2 separate regions of the Mus musculus genome follow, and region 2 is linked to region 1. Evidence: chromatin contacts called from public Micro-C data. All regions are on one chromosome and are shown on one strand. Each heading gives the region's core, a stretch centred on a gene start, on an enhancer-like site or on the middle of the called end of the contact. The rest is flanking DNA. Distances are from core to core; before and after follow the strand shown. Region 1 has its middle 15 kb from the start of Kalrn. Region 2 has its middle 47 kb from the start of Ropn1.

Region 1 (3,785 bases), core at 259-2,758:
AAGTTGTCAATCACCTCATCTACTCTCCTCCAGCCAGTCTTTAAGATGTGCAGCCCCAGCAATCATTGCAAGTGGCTACATCTAGGAGAGGTTGCCCCTCTCCTGAGTTGTGGCCCCTAAAACATTTCCCCTTCTTCTCCCCACTCAGAGATAGGAGCCATTCTTGTAGCTCCAGGTCTGTTCACAAGAAACAAGACAAAGCCAAGCCATCCACTGAGGCAAGGAAAGAAAGACTCAATAATTAGAACATGTCAGAGGCTCTGTCAGTGTCAACTAGACATCCTCTAAGCTGACTGCTACCACCAAAACCTAGGCATATCTAATTGCATGCCAAGATCCTATGGGGGAGTACAGAGAGGGGTGGGGAGACAGAGAGAAACACGAGAGGAGAGAGAGAGAGAGAGAGAGAGAGAGAGAGAGAGAGAGAGAGAGAGAGAGAGAAGGAGGAGACAGAGAGACATACAGACAGAGTCAGAGAGACTGACTGATTTATGCATTATCACTACCTAGACTCTGGAGGCAACCACCCTCCTATGTCAAAGCTACCTCCCATAGTCATGTGATATCCATCAAATCACTCCACGTTTCTGTGCCTCCAATTTTTGTGCAAAATGAGGATGTTAGTAACACCTAACTAAGTTAATAAATATAATAATACACCCCACCCAGCAGGTACTACACATGAGTATAAGACAGTGATGATCACCATGGTGTTGCCAGCCTATACTTTCCACACTAAGCTGTCTCTTCCCTTTAGACCATCACATATGCTCTTCACAGGCTTTGGAAGGCTGCTCCCACTCTGCCTTCATCTAATTCTCTAGACCCACAGGAAACCTTCTCCGGGCAACTTAGTTGGGCCACACACTGGCCGTCCACAGGACCCTATGACATTTAAGCTCTCTCTGTGTCCTTCTGTCCAACCGACTCCTGTTCATTGTCCTATGTCAAATTTCTGGCTGAGAAAAATCTTTGAAAGGATAAATAGAGAGTGAATGAAGAGCAGCTCTCCCTTGTTCAGCAAGCACTTACTATGTAGCCACTTACCCTGAATCACATCCTGAACCATGACTGAGAATACAAGAAGGAACAGAATACCCTGGCTGCTAATCACAAGCTCTCAGCTGCATCAACAGTTTGCCTTGCAGCAGCAACTCAAGGTGAAAGGGGGTTGACCGGGATGGAACAGCTAGACAATCCTGCTTTACTCAGCATGCCTTGGAACATCCTTGGGGCACCAAGGCTGGGGATATGGGAAGAGACAGGAAGTATCTAGCTTTGGAACCTAATTTTCAGTATCAACCTTGAGCTGACAATGTTGCTTCTTATCTTCTTTCCCAGGCCTCCATCTGTTCTGTCCCACCCCCCCATACAGATGGGGTCCTACTCCTATTACATAAAGCAGTTCCTGGACTACTCAAAGTGCCCCTGTGCAGGGACTTCAGGGAGACCCTGAAGTAGTGCAAATACAGCCACAGTCTAAGGCCCTGGCCTTGTTGAGTCCTGGGCAGTGACTACGCACTTAGTCTAACCCCTTAACAACAGCCAGACTAAGAGGAGAATGGACCTGGGCAATTACTCATCCCATAGATAAACATAAGATATAAATATGCAATTAAAGAGTTTATTTTAGGGGGGAAAGAATAAAAGAAGGAGTGGAATGGCCCAGACCAAAGCAAGAGGTCAAGCAGATACAATCTTTCAGAGAGAGAGGAATGCAGGTTTGTCTAGGGTGGGTTTGTTTAACTTGAACTAAGCAGTTGAAACCTTGACTCTGTTCGCCATCCCTACGTTTGAGGGGGGAGGGGGAAAGGAGGAGAGGGTTAGAAAGGGTGGCCTTTTCCTTATAAGGTGATTTATCAAGTACGGGCCCAGCTTATCCAAGAGAAACTCTGGCTAGTTCTGCAGATTGTCAGACTGTGAACAACGCAGAAACTGAATCTCTTCCATCCCACCCACTATTGCCTGCCATCATACCAAGGGCTTCCCATAATGCACTGCTCAGGAAGGACACTGCAGAGTGCAAAGGGACAACAGTTCACATCTGTGTCACTTCTTCCATTTTGCAAGCCTTACCTGTTTTTAGGTTTAGGTTTGTTTACTAGTTGTTTGGCTTTGCTTTCTTTTTATTTATTTTGTTTAAATTAAGTAAAAAGAAATAGCAAGAAATTTTGTCTGTTTGGGTTTTGCTCCGTTTTTAAATCTTGTTTCTTTTGTTTTTCTCCTTTGAAACAGAACAGACACCACTCCACTCCAAATAAGACCACTTGTGGAATCCTAAATAGCTGGATACCTGGCCAAGACGCCACCAAACACTTCCTAAGCCCAGTTAAGGAAAAAGGCAACTTAACTTCCAGTAACAGAAAAACTGAAGTAACTTTTTCCTTCAATAGATACTCAAAGTTATGTTTTCCATCTTAGTTGTCCTAAAAGTAAAGGAACACTCTATCTTTTCTTCAGTGGAAGTCCAGGTGTGGCAACTTCCAGAAGGGTAGAGGTACACAACCTAGGGAGCATGGGAACTATGGGGCACATCACCCTGCTGGACTCAGGTTCTACCATCAGATGAGTTTGAAGACAGTCCGGAACATTGTAACAAGTTCCGACAATGGACAAAAGTGATCTGGGTACTGCCCATCATCCCCTCTCCTCTGCTAGGTAATGCAGAGTAACCCAGCAAGGCCTGTGGCTGAGTGAACACCCTATTTCCTCTTTCAGATGGTGGGAGCATTTGAGGATGACTATATGTCATTGCACAAACATATGAATGCCAGCCTGTGTGTCTGTGTGAATAGTCTAATATACCTGGGTGTAGTATCAGCATTTGGACATTGGAAACAAGAACTTTGAGTGTATCAGGAAGCCAGCCATATCTCAGCCACCAGCTTCCTTTGGAGACAGTAGACAAGAAGTACATGGGTGAGAAGAATAGTCAAAAATAGACAGCTATTTCCTTCTGGTATCTTTGGGACTGAGTGTATTCTTATACGGAAGTACATGGAAGTATATAAACACACTGCTCATTGAATAGTTACCCAGGATCTACTTTGAATGACACTCACCCTAAGGCAATGTGTGCTGTTCTGACTTCACTCCATGACGACAGTGGACAGGAGAATACTGCAGAACATGTATCTGGATCTCTGCTAAGCCCATGGCAAATGTCCTCCAAAATATTCTTGTAGATAATTGAGTATGGGTACAGTTGTGAGGAGTCGCTGCAAATGATTGCAAAAGACCCAAGGGCTTTTATTACGAGAAACACTTTGTGTGGAACAGGGCTCTCTGGTGGTGGCCACAGATACCACAGCACTGCCCCCTCAAGTGTTTCTTTAGCTTCTTTAAAAATGTTATTTCCTCAGATAAAGATTATGCCTATAATATGGACAGATAATACAAACCTGGTATAGTGGACTCAATACTATAACAAATGACCGGGCAAAGATATAAGACTCTCGGCAAATCTGAACACCTGAACAAAATCAACAGGGGCAAACTCTGTGTCTGGCGATCTACCCTTTAAAGCGACGCACACATCACTCTGAAAGCCATTCTCACCTTCTGCATCTACCTTAGTGAAACACTGTACACAAGACGCACGCACGCTGGCTGACAAACATTCTCAGGAGCAGGATGGCTTCGAGGATGCAATGTTAGACTTGCCGAAGCAATTGTGGAATATTTACACCAAGAAAACTATAACCGCACAGAATATTTTCAGAGCATGTTTCAGGAAGAAAAGTTGATATATAAAGCATGATATGGTAACCTCAGACTGGTAGGCA
Region 2 (3,311 bases), core at 532-3,031, 76 kb after region 1:
GATATCAACCTCTCCTGGGGAGATGTGGAGGTAATCTGATGGTGGCATGTGCAGATTTGGCCATCATAGCTGCCTAGGACTTGACATTTCTCCATCGTTATTCTATGTGCCCTCCTGTTAATGTCTGGCTACTAGGTTAAAGAGAAAACCCCTCCCATTCTTAGGTCAGGAGCATATGGGTGATTTAGTACCCTCTTAGAATGGCACTCCTCTCAGATAAATAACGTACACTCTTGATCTTAAGACTCTAAAGTTCTAAAACACACAGACACACACAGACACACACACACACACACACACACACACACACACACACACAGCAGCAGCAGCAGCAGCAGCAGCTACTCAACTAAAGCCAAGGTTTCTGTTTCTTCATTCCAAGAGAGTGCTGGACTTTTTTCTCCTCAGCCTCTATCTCTGGCAACCTTTTGTAAAAAACACCACTGCTTTCTAGTGCCTAGTGTCTAGCCTTTGTGCCACATGTTGAATATCCATCATCTTATATAGACTGCACCAAAGCTCAAAGTACATATTATTGCCCCCCACTTGCAGATGAAAAACTGAGGGTTAGAGACGTTCTGAGTCATGTGTTATAAATGGACAAGAGAAGAATTTGAATCCTACCCTAGCCACTCCCAAGTGAGAGTGGTGTGATGGTATGGAAGAGAGAATGCATTATATGCTTGAAGAAACCCCTGGAGAGTTTGGGGTACTTACGGTTTGACTGGACTTTGAGAGGAGAGGATATTTTGTGTCTACCTACTTGTATTTTGTTTGTCTGAGAAGAAATGAAGGGGTCAGAAAACACTGTGATTCAGAGAGGCTTGTCAAAAACCTTGGTCAGGACTGGGAAGATGGCTCCGTTGGTAAAAAGCCTGCCACATAAGCATGGATTCTCAACCCCCCATATAAAAGTCAGATCTGATATCTCTGTAATCCCAGAGCCAGGGACAGGCAGAGACAAGCAGACCCAATGGGTCACTGGCCAACTAGCTTAGCCAGCCAGTGAGCTCTGGGTTCAGTGAGAGATCACGTCTCAGAACATAAGGCAGAGAACTGGGAAGACAGCCAACAACAACCTTCTTCCTACAGACACATGCACATGCATGCACGCACACACATGTGCACCTACACAAGTATATACATACATAAACACTACGTAACAGGGAGAAAGAAAAGAAGGAAAGAATGAAAGAAAGAAAGAAAGAAAGAAAGAAAGAAAGAAAGAAAGGAAGAGAGAAAGAAAGAAAGAAAGAAAGAAAGAAAGAAAGAAAGAAAGAAAGAAAGAAAGGAAGGAAGGAAGAAAGGAAGGAAGGAAGGAAGAAAGGAAGGAAGAGAGAAAGAAAGAAAGAAAGAAAGAAAGAAAGAAAGAAAGAAAGAAAAAAAGAAAGAAAGAAAGAGAGAGAGAAAGAGAGAAAGAGAGAGAGAGAGGATGGGAGGGAGGGAGGGAGGGAGAGAGAGAGAAACCTGGTCTATTGCCCTGCATAAGATCAAATGTTAATTTGACTTACAGTTATATGTGAGTTTGAGATTTGAAGCAATGAGGAATTAATTTCAAAAAATGCCTCAGAAGGGTTTTTAAGAGAAGTTTTTCAACAAACAAAACTAAAACACTTAATTTCATTTTCATGGAATTTTTAGAGCAAAGATGCCTTAAGTGGCCTGGAGCCACCCTTTGGAAAGAAACAGACCAAAAAAGTTAAGGAATCTTATATATGTCGTACAGCCTGAGCACAGTTATCATTGAGGCACGGCCTTGAGGTCGCTGAGCGTGACCACATCATTACTCATGCCAGCCACTGGCACAGTTGTCAGAATGGCGCAGAGATTCCAGAGTGAGCATTTACAAATGAGCTCTCCGTCCCCAGCATCTTGAAACTACTTGCTCTGTACTAGTACTAATTTTATTGACTGGATAAACAAATAAATAAATAAAACAAGTGATTTCCCACAAGGTGACATGGTGGAGAAAAAAAATCCACCGTGCTGAATCTTAACTCCATCTCGTAATCTACTTACAGCACCTCCAGGGGAGCCTGGCCAACTGTGAAATGGATATTTGGATGTCAGAATACATAGGGCATGGTGCCTGACTTACGAGATATCAAATTTTTAATTAGGGATATGGGAAAGATGGATATGACAAAGACTTCCTGTTATCTAGGTGTCAGGACCACTTGGGGTTTTGTCCGGTTTTACAGTAAATATCTGCTCCACCTCATTCTGCTGCACTTTTTAAGCATATACAATTCAGGTTACTACGTCAACAAATCATTATCATATGTGCGGTTGGTCACCCTTTTGTTGTCTATCCCCTATAAGTTTGATCTGGCTTACCCTACTGAATTTTTTGGCTTCCTGCTTTCCCGCTGCCTGTCAGTCAAGTTTTGCTCAGTAAACATTCCAAAGTCCTGGATCACTACCACTCATTTGGGTGCTGTATCTATTGTTCTGGATTATCTGTATCATATATATATATATATATATATATATATATATATATATATATATATATATATATATGCGAGACAAATAGGGAGGCTTATGAGTATAATTATTGGCAAGAAGAACCCATCTATGTGTCTATATATGTATGTGTATATATACATGTATATATGCATATTATATAATTATGTATACATATGTGTGTACACATAGATATGTATGTATATACATATATGTATGTATATATGCATATATATAAGTATATATGGGTTCTTCTTGCTAATAATTATGTTCATAAACCTCCACATCTTGTCTCTCTCATATATAAATATGTGTGTGTGTGTAAATCATACAGATAACCCAGAACATTACAGCATGCAAATGGGTCCTAGTGATCAAGAACTTTGGAATACATATATATATTCTGTATATATACTGGAATATATATGTATATATACACACTGTACACACACACACATATGTGTGTGTGTATGTACAATATAGTTTGGGGGGATTCTGATTTATACTCAGCTCTCAATAGTCTTTACTCATGTAGATAAAGAGAAATGTGAACACATAGCAGATGTATTTTTTAAAGCCAAACCTTAGTTTGCCCACCTTAACTGTGCATTGTAAACCGTTTCCACAGTTGTATAGACCTATGCAACCATCAGTACAATTGAGTCAGAGCATCTCCAGTGTCTCAGAACGTTCTCTTCTGCCAGGTCTCAAGCATCTATGTAGGATCATAGAGTATGTACTCACAGGAGTTATTTTTATTTGACTTTAGAATGGCTTCTCTGATTTCTTTCCCAGTGATGTCTGGTTTGGGCTGGTATTAAAACGAGTTCACTTTCCCTACACCC

The links. A called contact is a pair of places that touch in the nucleus more often than the background predicts.
Region 2: a Micro-C map of granulosa cells shows a contact between it and region 1, with 3 times the contacts expected there. The contact joins two enhancer-like sites. A contact is called at or near these places in 2 of 15 datasets of contacts at CTCF or cohesin (the NIH/3T3 cell line and stem cell-derived epiblast-like cells), 40 of 484 Hi-C or Micro-C datasets (the AML12 cell line, the C3H10T1/2 cell line, the HL-1 cell line and 27 more), 7 of 115 datasets of contacts at active chromatin or transcription factors (astrocytes, cardiomyocytes, embryonic fibroblasts and 3 more) and 2 of 9 other capture datasets (adipose tissue and pancreatic islet).

Annotation. Positions count from the first base shown.
Region 1 is chr16:34,526,938-34,530,722 of GRCm38.p6, forward strand. It overlaps a transcript of Kalrn not described here. Among named protein-coding and RNA genes, the nearest start is that of Kalrn, 15 kb to the left of the region's middle. Within about 2 kb of position 1,509, at least 16 of the 459 cell types and tissues checked have an H3K27ac peak or open chromatin away from gene starts, as enhancers often do. A contact at or near this core is called in granulosa cells and pancreatic cancer cells, where this site is marked.
Region 2 is chr16:34,602,275-34,605,585 of GRCm38.p6, forward strand. No RefSeq gene overlaps it. Among named protein-coding and RNA genes, the nearest start is that of Ropn1, 47 kb to the right of the region's middle. Within about 2 kb of position 1,782, at least 22 of the 459 cell types and tissues checked have an H3K27ac peak or open chromatin away from gene starts, as enhancers often do. A contact at or near this core is called in granulosa cells and pancreatic cancer cells, where this site is marked.